2 separate regions of the Podarcis muralis genome follow, and region 2 is linked to region 1. The links are chromatin contacts, called in public Hi-C maps. All regions are on one chromosome and are shown on one strand. The core of a region is the stretch at or near the end of the contact, and the rest is flanking DNA. Distances in the headings are between cores, read along the strand shown.

Region 1 (6,203 bases), core at 1,402-3,901:
GAGGGCAAGGTGGATGACCTGAAATAAAGCCAAGAGAGGTTGGTGGACAAGGTCTCTGGGGACATGCTGTGTCCCCAGGTGACAACTCCTCTGCTGACATACAGAATGACTCTCTATGCAGGGGTAACTTTTTTCAAAGAGGGCCAGATTTGATGAAGTGAACATGCATGAGGGCCGACCAAAGCTGTTGAGCTTTTTTACAATTTTACCCCATGACATATACTGCCACAAGGGAAGGATTAAATTGACCGGCAGGCCGGATTAGGCCCCCGAAATGGACTTTGCATATGCCTGCTCTAGGGGAAGGAGTGCACCACTCTGAGCAAGAGGAAAATGAACTCTTAGAATGACCCAGTCATTGGGGTATGAGCTGTTATCCTCTCATGCCAAGGATACACCTTCAGGCAGAGACAGGGGCAACCTGGTCGTGGGTGATTCAATCATTAGAGAGATAGATAACTGGGTATGTGACTGTTATGCAGATTGTAGAGTGAACTGGCAGACACTGGTGGGGAGGAATCAATGGCCGTGGTGCATGTTGGCACTAGTGACACAGAGAAAAGTACTTGTGTGATCCTAAAAGAGAAAATTAGGTTGCTAGCTAGGAGGCTTAGAGTCAAGAACTTCAAGGTAGCTTTCTCTGACGTGCACAGGGCCAGCTAGACAGGAACAGCTGTGTGGTCTCAATGCATGCATGAAATGGTGGCATCTGGAGGAGGGCCTTGGATTTGACAGGCACTGGGGAATGTCTTTGGATAAGCTGGGCCTGTATAAAAGGAATCGGTTCCATTATACCAGATTGTTGGTGCTTAAAAACAAAAAGGTGGCAAAGCATATTTTAAACCAATTGTTGAAATCCCCGCCATGTCTGTCTGTCTGTCTGTCTATCTATTATTATTACTATTAATTCAATTTAAATACCACCCTTTATCAAAAGATCCCAGGGTAGTATGCAACATTAAGAACACATTTTATGGAGCATAATAATAAAAACACAATAAAAGCATAATTTGTGATATAATTTCCCCTGCGCAGGGCCAGCTAGATCATTTAGCAAGCAGCGTCTAGAGCATTTGGGGTTTTTAAATTTAGCTAAGCGGAACATGGTAGAGACTTATCAAATTTTGACTGAACAGAGGAATCTTTTGCCATCTCGAATTATACTGAAATTCAGTGTTACCCAATGAAACTAACATACAGTAGGTTCAGGATAGACAAAAGTAAATATTTTACCCAATAAGGAATTCTCAGACACAAGATGCAATGATGGACACCAGGTTATGACACCTAGATCTGTCAACGACTATGGTTAAATAAAACTTCTATGTTCAAATACAGTACCCCTGCGAGCACCAGGTGCTAGACGGACAACAGGGAAGGATGCTTTGCCTGTATGTCCTACCTGTAAGCTTCCCAATTCAACCACATGAAGCCTTGATCAGATTTTTTAAAAAGGCAATTCTATGATGTTATCCTATGTTTCTATTTTGTGAACCACCCTGTGATCTTTGGATGAAGGGTGGTATACATTAATAATATGTTCTGCACAATGTCTAGTAAGGTATAGGTCCTAAAGTAGTACATTTTGGTGGGAGGATAATCTTGGAAAGTCTGGGGTACTTGGAGAGAAGCAAAACACAAGTCACAGCATACAGTGCCCGTATTGTTTTCATAGCTCTTATGCTGCACATTTCAAATGAGCACCACTGAGGAGTGCCCTCATGCTTGTGATTAGTGGGTACCTGTTGTACATATCAGCCATCATCTCCACTTCCAACTCAGCCGCCAGCTGCTGAGCCCTCACAGGATCCATCACACATTCAAGTATTTGTCCTTGACACTGCTGGAGAACACAAAGGATCAGAACCCAATGACTCTACCTATAGTACACACACAATCAACAAGGTTGCCACTTAGTCTGTATTTTAGATCGCTGCTCAGTTTTTCAGTGGTCAGGTCCATCTGCAGTCCTGGCAGTAAAAGGGCAGTTAAGTGTGAGCTGGTTTGCACCCCACCTAACAGATCAGTGCTGTGACAAGAGCAGACGCTGACCCTCTGCTGACCCACTAGAGCAGGGACAGGGAGCCCTTCAGATAGCCAGCCCGTAGCCAGAGATGATGGAAGCTACTGTGCAGCAACATCTGGAGGGCCAGAGGTTTCCCTGCATTAGGGGATGTCTGACCTGGATGCAGAAGACCACTGCTTGGGGTGAGGGAATGTGGGAATATGGACCCAAAAGGACAGCACAGGAGCTGTTGTTCTGTTTGCTTTTCAAAATTAAAACTGGCAACGTCCATCCCGCCGCCTCACTGCTTCCCAGCCTGACCCCCGCACCGCCCTCATTCCTCACAGCCCGTGTGAACCCCCCTCTTCTCGTACACGCGCACGGAGGGAGCGAAGAGCCCCCAGGCGGCAGCTCCCGTCCTCTCCCCTCGTCCCCCGCCTGGGCTCTTCTGCCCATCAACTCCCGCCAATTGGACAGCATGTCTACCTCACCACGAGCAACGCTCACCTCCAGCCACAAATATCAACCGGAAGCACGAGTTTCAGGCGCTTCCGCAGCGCGCCTTTCAGGGAAACCATAGAGACTTCCTGGCAGGTATAATGCCTTTCTAGGCGGCCTGTTTTTCCTTTTCCCCAGCGAGGGACCATGGCCCGTGTTGCCATAGAGTTCAGGAGGGGGTGATGGACGTTGGGAAGGAGGCGGGATTTCCTCAGTTGCGCTGTCAAGGGATGAGAAGCGGCTACGTCATCGCCCACCGCGGAGGGGCTTCTTGCCTCTTGACTGCATTATTTACCTTGTGTATTATTTAGTGCGTTTCTTGTCTGCCTTTGTCTGGAAACGCAGGCCGAAGGGGAGAGGGGTTGCAAATAAAAATGCATGGAGGATTGCAAGGCAACAAGAAGACGCAGCAGTTCACAGGAGGGGTTTTCCCTCCACTTCTTTATGTGTTTGTTTTTATGAAATCCAGCAGAAGCTGAAAGGTGCCACACACACACAAGCTGTTCATTACAGCAACGAATTATAAGCTGAATTAAATATGCTGCCTTTCAAAATTTGTTTGAAAACTGATCAAAAGGAGAGGGGAAACAGTTTGATTTGCATATTTAAATACTCCATGGGTGGTACTCAGTTTTACTTGGGAGTAGACCCACCGAACTTGCTGTTGTTTACCTAGCTGGAAAATAATAATAGACTCTTGGGCAGTTGTGGGTACAAATGGATTTTCAACAGATTACTTTCTAAAACGGAATTGCATGCTTATTTCTATCTGAAATAGGAATGCAGTAAGTTCTTTTCATATTTCAGGAGCTTTAAAGGCTGTGATTGTATGAATATATATTTGATTATGGCCCTTTAGATTTAGTAGTCTTACTTCTGAGTAAATATGCACAGGCTTGTGCTGTGTGCTGCCTACTACATTGAACAACAAGACTTCTCAGAAGGCAAACATTTATAATAGGTTATATAACATGTAAGAGTTAGATGTGCTTTTGTTTGTTTTCTGTTTGGTCAGCTCCTGAAGTAACCTTTTAATATCTGACCTGGACAATTAAGGAATCAGTCACATAGTTTCACTGATATTATATGGAGGCTTAAAGAAAAAGGTATATTCATAAGCTGACACCTTTGGAAACATATCCACCCTAAACCTTTCCATTTCTTTTATCAAGTGCAAGTAGATGTTCTTACTCTCCTACAGATTTCTGGAAGCATGCCCAAAATTCATGATTGCCTAACAAAAATCCCTGGGGGCATCTGTGTGACAGTCCCCTGAAAAAGGACAGAAGGAGTGTGGCAGGTATTAAGTCACTGAAGGCACGACAAGAAAATGCTCAGATACTTGGTGATACTGGGCCAAAAAGGAGCAAGCCAGTACAGTCAGAAAAGGTTATTTGTTTATCAGTCTTTTATGTACAGTATTCTGTCATGATGGTGTTAGAAGGAAGAAAAAGATCAGCAGCCATATATTAAAGTAAAAAAAAGAACATATGACTTTGAAGAAAAACAGGGAAATCTATATTCCAAATCTAATGTACCACCTATACCTCAAAGTTCTGCTTGGACACTGCCATCTCAGGCCTAGGACAAACCTAATGACTTGTCTGCATGAAAAACGAATCCAGGGCTTTGAAATCTGAAAATATGAGTCATAATGTCTGGGGAAATGCTATTAATTTTGAGACTTTAAAATTTTACCCTGGACTCCTGGCTCTGATGTAGCTTATGCCCTGCTGCTTAACTGAGTTGGAGCTCTCTGCAGATTCATCCTTTTATGAAGAGCCCTTGCTGTGCTTTTCTGAACCTGTAACGAGACAGCCTAGAGAGGACAGACTGTCTGCACAATTACTTTCTGAGGCTAGATGCTTCTCCGCATTCCGAGTTTGCTGTCGGTCAGTGCTGGATAAAATTTGATTTGGCTTGTGGCTGATTTATTTCTGCAATGGGAACAGGTGGGCACAGACAGAAGCTGTGTTTGCCCAGTTCTCAATGCACTGCCCTGAAATGGGCAAATGACCCCTGTAAAACATAAAATGACACAAAAACAGTCTGGGGACAAAAATGGTGTGTTAGATCCATATTTAACCACCAAGGTTGTTATGTGTAGACTCAGCTAGATTGCTCCTGCTTCTTGCTGTTCGTATTCTGGCTGAAACAAAAATTGATGTCATACAAACAAGATGATTTGGGATGGAGCCATTGCTCCATGGTACAGCACTTCCTTTACACACAAAACGTCCCAGGTTCCTGGATCCTGTTAAAAGGCTCTGTAGTAGCAGATGGTGTAGCAGCCAATCCTAGTAGACTATACAGAAGTAGGTGGACAAATAGTCTGACTTGGTACAAGGCAGTTCACCTTGTTTATATGGGTTGCAGCTAGAGTCTAGCTTCGTTGCTTTGTGTGTAACTGAAGCTCACAGGGTGACCTTGGGCCAGTCACCATCTCTTAGCCTAATCTACCTCACAGGGTGAGGATGAAATGGGGAGGAGGAGAACCATGTACACCACCTTGAGCAACTTGGAAGAAAAAAGGTGGTATATAAAAGTACAGTGGTACCTTGGGTTAAGTACTTAATTCGTTCCAGAGGTCTGTTCTTAACCTGAAACACCACTTTAGCCAATGGGGCCTCCTGCTGCCGCCGTGCCGCCGGAGCATGATTTCTGTTCTCATCCTGAAGCAAAGTTCTTAACCGGAGGTACTATTTCTGGGATAGCGGAGTCTGTAACCTGAAGCGTATGTAACCCGAGGTACCACTGTAATAAATTAGAAAAAATTAAATAAATAAACCGAATATTTGTTTCCTTTGCACCCACATGTGTACATATATACTGTATGTAATCTGCTAGCAGAGGATATAATGTCATGCATTTGATGAAGTGGATCCAGGTTCCTGAAATCTTATGCCATAATATACTTGTTAGTGTTTTAGATGCTACATGACTCATTTCTTTTTTGCCTTTCTCTTTTTCGTTGAAAGTATTTATGTGCAGCGCACTCTGTGACCACACAAGCCTGGCAAAAACTCTGTTGACAAGGTTTGAAGAAAATAAAGCACTGTGGTAATGCATCAAGACAGCCATTTTTGTTACAGGATAAGCTAATATTCATTTCTAATTCAGTAGCAGTTTCGAGAATCAGATGCATAAGTGATGCAAACCTTAGAGACCATACAATGCAAGACAAACCTGAAACACATTGTAGTCCTTAGATTTCCACCCACCCCTTGACATTCACCACAATACATGGTGCCACAATGCCAAAGAAGGAAACAATGATGTTATCCCAGGATTCATATTTATCTCATCATAAGTATACCATTGCCAAAGACCTGAACACTATGTATTCAGAAAAAGACCTGTACTGTACTTGGTTGCTCACCTGAGGACATATTTACACCATTGGCTTAACTGACTTAAACAAGACAGCCATTCATAGTGAAAGTGGTGTGGAACTCTGATGACATTCTTTGCATTTGTGGGTTGAATTCACACTTGCTTTCAGATGATTTCTGGCCATTTTCAGATGACACAGTTGTAACATGGAAGCCTGCTCCACTGAGCTGGGAAATCTAGATTGGGCAAATTGCAGTCATTTATTTCCATTCATGGCTTGCAGTGAGATTTGAGCGCCGACAGCTGCCAAGCTTTTAGGTGAATTGTATGAAGTGTGTCACTAGAGCTATTTTCATCAAGGCTGAAT
Region 2 (5,610 bases), core at 1,138-3,637, 220 kb before region 1:
GAGGCCAGAGAGGGACAAGTGTGCAAAGGAGGAGGGAGCAAGGGGCATGCTTCTTGGAGGCCAAATCTGCCACCTCTCCAAGTTGTCCAGAGCCTGCCACGCTGGGACAACTGTCTCACCTTGCCTCACTGGAGGGCCTGTCCTGTCTCTGGTCTTATATCACACACACCTGGAACTCACAAAGTGTAACTCAGGGGATGAGAAACATGGACGATGGTGCAAGCTTGTTTTCTCCTTCTCTGAAGGCAAACCAATGGTTTAAAGCAGTGCTTTTTTCCTTAAAAAATGTTTAGGGGTACTCTCATTTTCCTACTCATATTTGGAATACTGCCCCCTCAATGGGGCCAAACTTAGATTCACAAAATGTTTAGGGGTATGCGTACCCCTGAATCCCAGAAAAAAAGCACTGGTTTCAAGTTACAAGAAAGGAAATTCCTATTAAACACCAGGAAGAATTTTGTGATGGTAAGAGCTGTTTGACAGTGGAATGGACCCCCTGGGAAGGTGGTGGAGTCTTCTTCCTTGGAGATTTTTAAGATGAGGTTTGATGGCTGTTTGTCATGGATGGTTTAGTTAAGAATCCTGCATTGCAGGGGATGGACTAGATGACCCTTGGGAACACTTCCAACTCTAGATTCATAGAATCATAGAATTGCAGAATATCACTTAAGCAATGTAACGGACAATACTGTAAATAATTTGAAGAGCTGAAACTGTACAAGGCTTTTTGCATATAAGGCTCCATTCAAAGTCTTTCTGTAGCTCAGTAATAGTTGCTTTTAACCTTTTCTGACCCTGAACCTACCTTTTAATCTCAGCCTGCAACATGGGTTCTGCTTTTAGTTTTTTAAAACTGTATATACCACCTTTCCCCTTTCCTCTCAGGCAAAATTCCCACCCTGTGTGCCACAAGAGAACTGGGAGTGTGCTGTAAGAAACAGACAATTAAAGGCTGTACAAGTCAGTGCTCTGGACTTGCTAGCTTCCTACTGGGGAGGTCACACCCAGAACACTAACTTGTGTAGAAACCCGGGGGGCAGGGGGTGCCATGGTTATTTTGTTCACTCTTAGGAACAAATCTTCTCAGGCACAATAGTCAAGTGATGTTGTTGGAGGCCAACTCCCATCTGCCGCAGCCAGTATGGCCAATGGTAAGGGATGATGGGAGTGTTGGGCATATATGCCATGGAAGCTCAGTCAAGCAGTTAAGCTCACCACAGAAAACAGCGCTTTAGCAGACCTGTCTTTACCGGTCCAACGCCAACACACACACAATTTACAGATGTTACAAGTAGTCTTCGCTCTATCTCTCTGAGCCCAGAGAGGGGTCTTTGCTTCAAAGTTCTTGCTGTGTTAAAGTCCACAGCCAAGTCCTTAGTCCAGTTGCTTTCAAAGTTCTACAGTCTTTCAAAAACTGTTAATAGTAATAATAATAATAAATGTATTTATACCCCACCCTCCCCGGCCAGAGCCGGGCTCAGGGCTGCTAACACCAGTAAAATTACAATAAAAACATAATGGGGGGGCAATTTAAAATACAGATTAAAATACAATTTAAAATGTAGCCTCATTTTAAAAGTAGCCCATAGATCAAACCCATAAGGGGAGGGAAACATAAAGGTCAGACTGAGTCCAAACCAAAGGCCAGGCGGAACAGCTCTATCTTGCAGGCCCTGTGGAAAGATGTCAAATCCCGCAGGGCCCTAGTCTCTTGTGACAGAGTGTTCCACCAAGTCGGGGCCAGTACTGAAAAGTCCCTGGCCCTAGTTGAGACCAGTTCCAATTTTTCTTCTTCAAACTGCTTCACACTGTCTCAGGCAAATTCTCCTACCGTCCCTACTGTCCCACAAAACAAATGCCGTAAACTGGACCCCTGGACCCAGCCTGATATGCTTTTTTATTCGGCTACTGAGCTTTGGTAAGTGAACTTGAATTGTGCGTCTTTGAGACAGATAGCTCAAAGGAATAACCAGGAACTTTCTTTTGCTGTTGCTCACACTGTCACGGATTTGGGACTAGGATCCCACTGTTTTCAATGCAGGCAGCATCTTGTCAGAATGATTTCCCATTTTCCAATGTCGTCTCCGGAGGGGAATATTATTCCGCTTTCCCCTCCCCCTCTCCTTCCTTCCCCTTTGACTGATGTTGCGAAGGTCTGACACAGCAGGGGCACTATCTGTAGAGCTGGAACACCACTCAGAGGAAATGCAGCAATTGCAGATTCATTATTTAATGCTCAGATCTCTTCCATCTAGGCACTCGCTAGAATCCAATTTGTAATTGATGAGCTGGAAAGCCCCACCTTTCTCTGACTGCATCACCGGGTGTTGGGTAGGGGTGGGGGTGGGGAAAGAGATCTTATAAAAAGGGGTCCCAGCCTCTCAAGCATGCCCAGAGTAGCAGGAGACAACAGCAGGAGGGAGCCAGCAGAACTTCTTCCTTTCAAAAAGCTTCTGAATGTTCTCCCTGCGCAGATTACACCTCCGTGTCTACCACTCATAGACCCATCACAACACCCTTGACATTCCAGTCTGGTCTGCAGAACATCTTGGATTTGCTCCTCTGCGCCCAGGCTTTTCTTCGGCATGAACTGTGTGGCAAACTTCTTCACCTATGAAACCACCAAATCGGTGGTGGTAAAAAGTTGGACCATCGGCGTGATCAACCGGGCCGTCCAGCTGCTGATCATTTCCTACTTCATTGGGTGAGGGATGGCATGTGAATGGGGGAAATATATTCTCACTTGGGGGGGAGGGTGGCTTTGGGAGAAGCAAGGTAAGGGCTTACACCCCACAAATCATCATCGCTCAAGAGGTGGCAACTTTTTACACAAAGGTGTTGGTAGAGGACAGTAGAACAAGGAAGGTGTTGGGGAAGTAACCGAGAACAGCTTGGCTACCTTAAAAATCTTGCCTTATTTTTGATGGGTGTGAGAAACCAGGTAGATAAGGCTGCTAAGTCAGGGCTTTTTTTCAGTCAGAAATCACCGAAACTCAGTTCCAGCACCTCTCAGGTGGGTACCATTGCCACTGTAAGAGAAAACAAGGAAGGTGTTCATGGTGAGTTCTGGTATTTCTTTTTCTAGAAAAATAGCACTGTGCCAAGTGAATGGTTCTAAATGTAACTTGTTCCTGTAAGGGAGACTTGAAATACATAGAGATTTTCACTTGGATTCTCCAAACTTGCAAAGATCTCTAAGGAAATAATAACTCACATAGACATTCCTGTCAGCTCTGGAAAAGGAACGTGCAGTTGCAGGTGGCAGGAAGGCTTATGTGGTCCCACGAGGCTGCGGACAGTGTTGTCTCTGGTTTGTGGGGTTTGGGTGGCGGATAGAAAATGATTACCATCTCTCACAAGTCTGGAGTTGAGGAGCTGTTTGGAGAGCCAGGAGACTTGGATTCAGGGCCACAGCAAATTTCATTTGTTAAAACCCCGTTTCGTCATCCTAAGGGGATGTTGTACAAATTCATGGGCTTCTGCCCTTAGATAGCCCCAAGGAAATCATAGACAGAAAGGAGCTGCTGTTGCTGCTGCTTTTTAACTGAAGAAGTGCTTCACAATTATTTGCCTATTGTGCCTGAGACCAAGTAGCTAAATTCATGTTGTCCCTTCAGAGACTTTGTTTGGACGTGTGATTATGTAGGCAAGCTTGTCCACACATACTGTATAGTCATTTCTTCCAGCAAAAGAAGGATTCTGATAACTCTTTGCACTATGTTTGTGCCATTGCAAACTTGCCACCCGAGCCAGAGCATCCAGCCCCACAGAGAGGCTGACTTTACCACATGCCATGATAAAATTTGCTTTACCAGATGGCAAGAGGCTCCTGGTAGTTGTTTTAATTCATTCTACTCGTGGCTTTTATGGGTTGGGTGTTCGTTTGAATGTGAGCCCCCTGCTTCATCTCTCCACATATTCAGGGGAAAGGATTAGGGAGCAGGTGATGTGAAAGAGTTCAGCTTGAGACGCTGGAGAGCCACTGTTAGTCAGAGTGGGCAATGCTGGGCTTGATAGCCAAAAGGTCTGACCTGGTAGAAGGCATCTTCCCACAGTTCTCAGGGGAGCTGGGACGGTTTGGGAAGCAGGCGATTACTGTAACAGTTCACTTAACTGCTTTGGGATGGGTTCTGTGTTCTGTTTTTCCTGAGACTGTTTATACCGGAGTAGTCTCACTGACACCTTAAAGTTGTTTCTGGGAGAAAAATATATATTGGGGGGGTGGGGTAAAGGAGGGAAGCCTTTTGGGGGATGGTAACTCTATAAGATGAGGGGACGCGGGTGGCGCTGTGGGTAAAACCTCAGTGCCTAGGACTTGCAGATCGTAAGGTCGGCGGTTCGAATCCCTGCGGCGGGGTGAGCTCCCGTCATTCGGTCCCAGCTCCTGCCCACCTAGCAGTTCGAAAGCACCCTTAGGTGCAAGTAGATAAATAGGGACCGCTTTATAGCGGGAAGGTAAACGGCGTTTCCGTGTGCGACACTGGTGCTGGCTCGCCAGTGCAGCTTCATCACGCTGGCCACGTGACCTGGAAGTGTCTTCGGACGGCGCCGGCTCCCGGCCTCTTAAGGGAGATGAGCGCACAACCCTAGAGTCGGTCACGACTGGCCTGTACGGGCAGGGGTACCTTTACCTTTACCTTTAACTCTATAAGAACGTACATTAGTGGATTGTGAGAAGGCTGACCAACTTAAAACTACTTCAGCAGGAAGGGGTGTGTGTGTGTGTGTGAGAGAGAGAGAGAGAGAGAGAGAGAGAGAGAGAGAGAGGTTGTGCACATGGAGATCATAGTTACAGGAGACAACTACTATATAGGGGTAGAGGTTATGAGTAGTTGGAAATTATAGAAGCCAGCAGCTACCTAGGGAACAGTGACTGTGAAGGCCATCTGGTGGCCAAAAAAAAAGAAGTAATATGGAAACAGCTTTTGCTGCACACAGAGAGATGGGAGGGGGGGGGGATCACTGCTGGGTATCCTAGCGCCCTGGGCTTACTATTATTGATTACAGTTAAATAGGTCCATGATATGGTTTTGCCTTACATGCGAAAGAATGTTAATGTCTCCTAATGGCCCGTGAAGGTCTCTTTATGGGAGATAATTGTTAGGAGATGGTTTCTTCTAGTTAACAGAGAGCTTTCTGGAATGAGTAGAACGGGAAAGCCAGCGGAATGAGGGGAAGACGATAAATCCTCAGTTTCCCCAGGCAAGGGGTGGGGACTGATGTGAGATGTGTGCCTGTGTATGCTATAACAGAATAAGCACTTTTGAAACTGATATTGTTGTGAAAAGGCAGCACCTATACTCTGGAGCTTCCCGCCAATTCACATCAGGCAGGCACCTTCACTGTATTTTTTCTGTAAGCAAGCTGATCCAAACAGGTAGATGTCAATATGTTTTAATCTCTTTTTATCTTACTCCTGATTCTAATTGTTTTTTTAAATCTTTTAAAACTACTTGTTAACTCTTTTTTACTGAGAATGAACATATCTTGTAAACCCCTTAGTTTTGTTACAATCAAGCAGTACATTTTTTTTTTGTAAAATAAATATTTGCAAGTAAGAGGGGCAGGATTAAGCTAAAAACAAAAACAAAACACCGCTGCTGTGAGTCA

The links. Hi-C and Micro-C count contacts between places; a contact is called where the count stands out from the background.
Region 2: a contact with region 1 is called in a Hi-C map of tail, with 3 times the contacts expected there. The contact joins the promoter of P2RX3 here to the promoter of TIMM10 in region 1. A contact is called at or near these places in 2 of 3 Hi-C or Micro-C datasets (blood and tail).

What each region holds. Positions count from the first base shown.
Region 1 is chr1:81,768,565-81,774,767 of rPodMur119.hap1.1, reverse strand. It overlaps TIMM10 (translocase of inner mitochondrial membrane 10), which reads right to left and starts at 2,651. Exons shown (of 3, transcript XM_028738544.2): 1 at 2,513-2,651; 2 at 1,743-1,843. The coding sequence starts at 1,813. The region is part of intron 1 of SMTNL1 (smoothelin like 1); the gene reads left to right.
Region 2 is chr1:81,985,248-81,990,857 of rPodMur119.hap1.1, reverse strand. It overlaps P2RX3 (purinergic receptor P2X 3), which reads left to right and starts at 2,387. Exons shown (of 12, transcript XM_028738690.2): 1 at 2,387-2,704. The coding sequence starts at 2,586.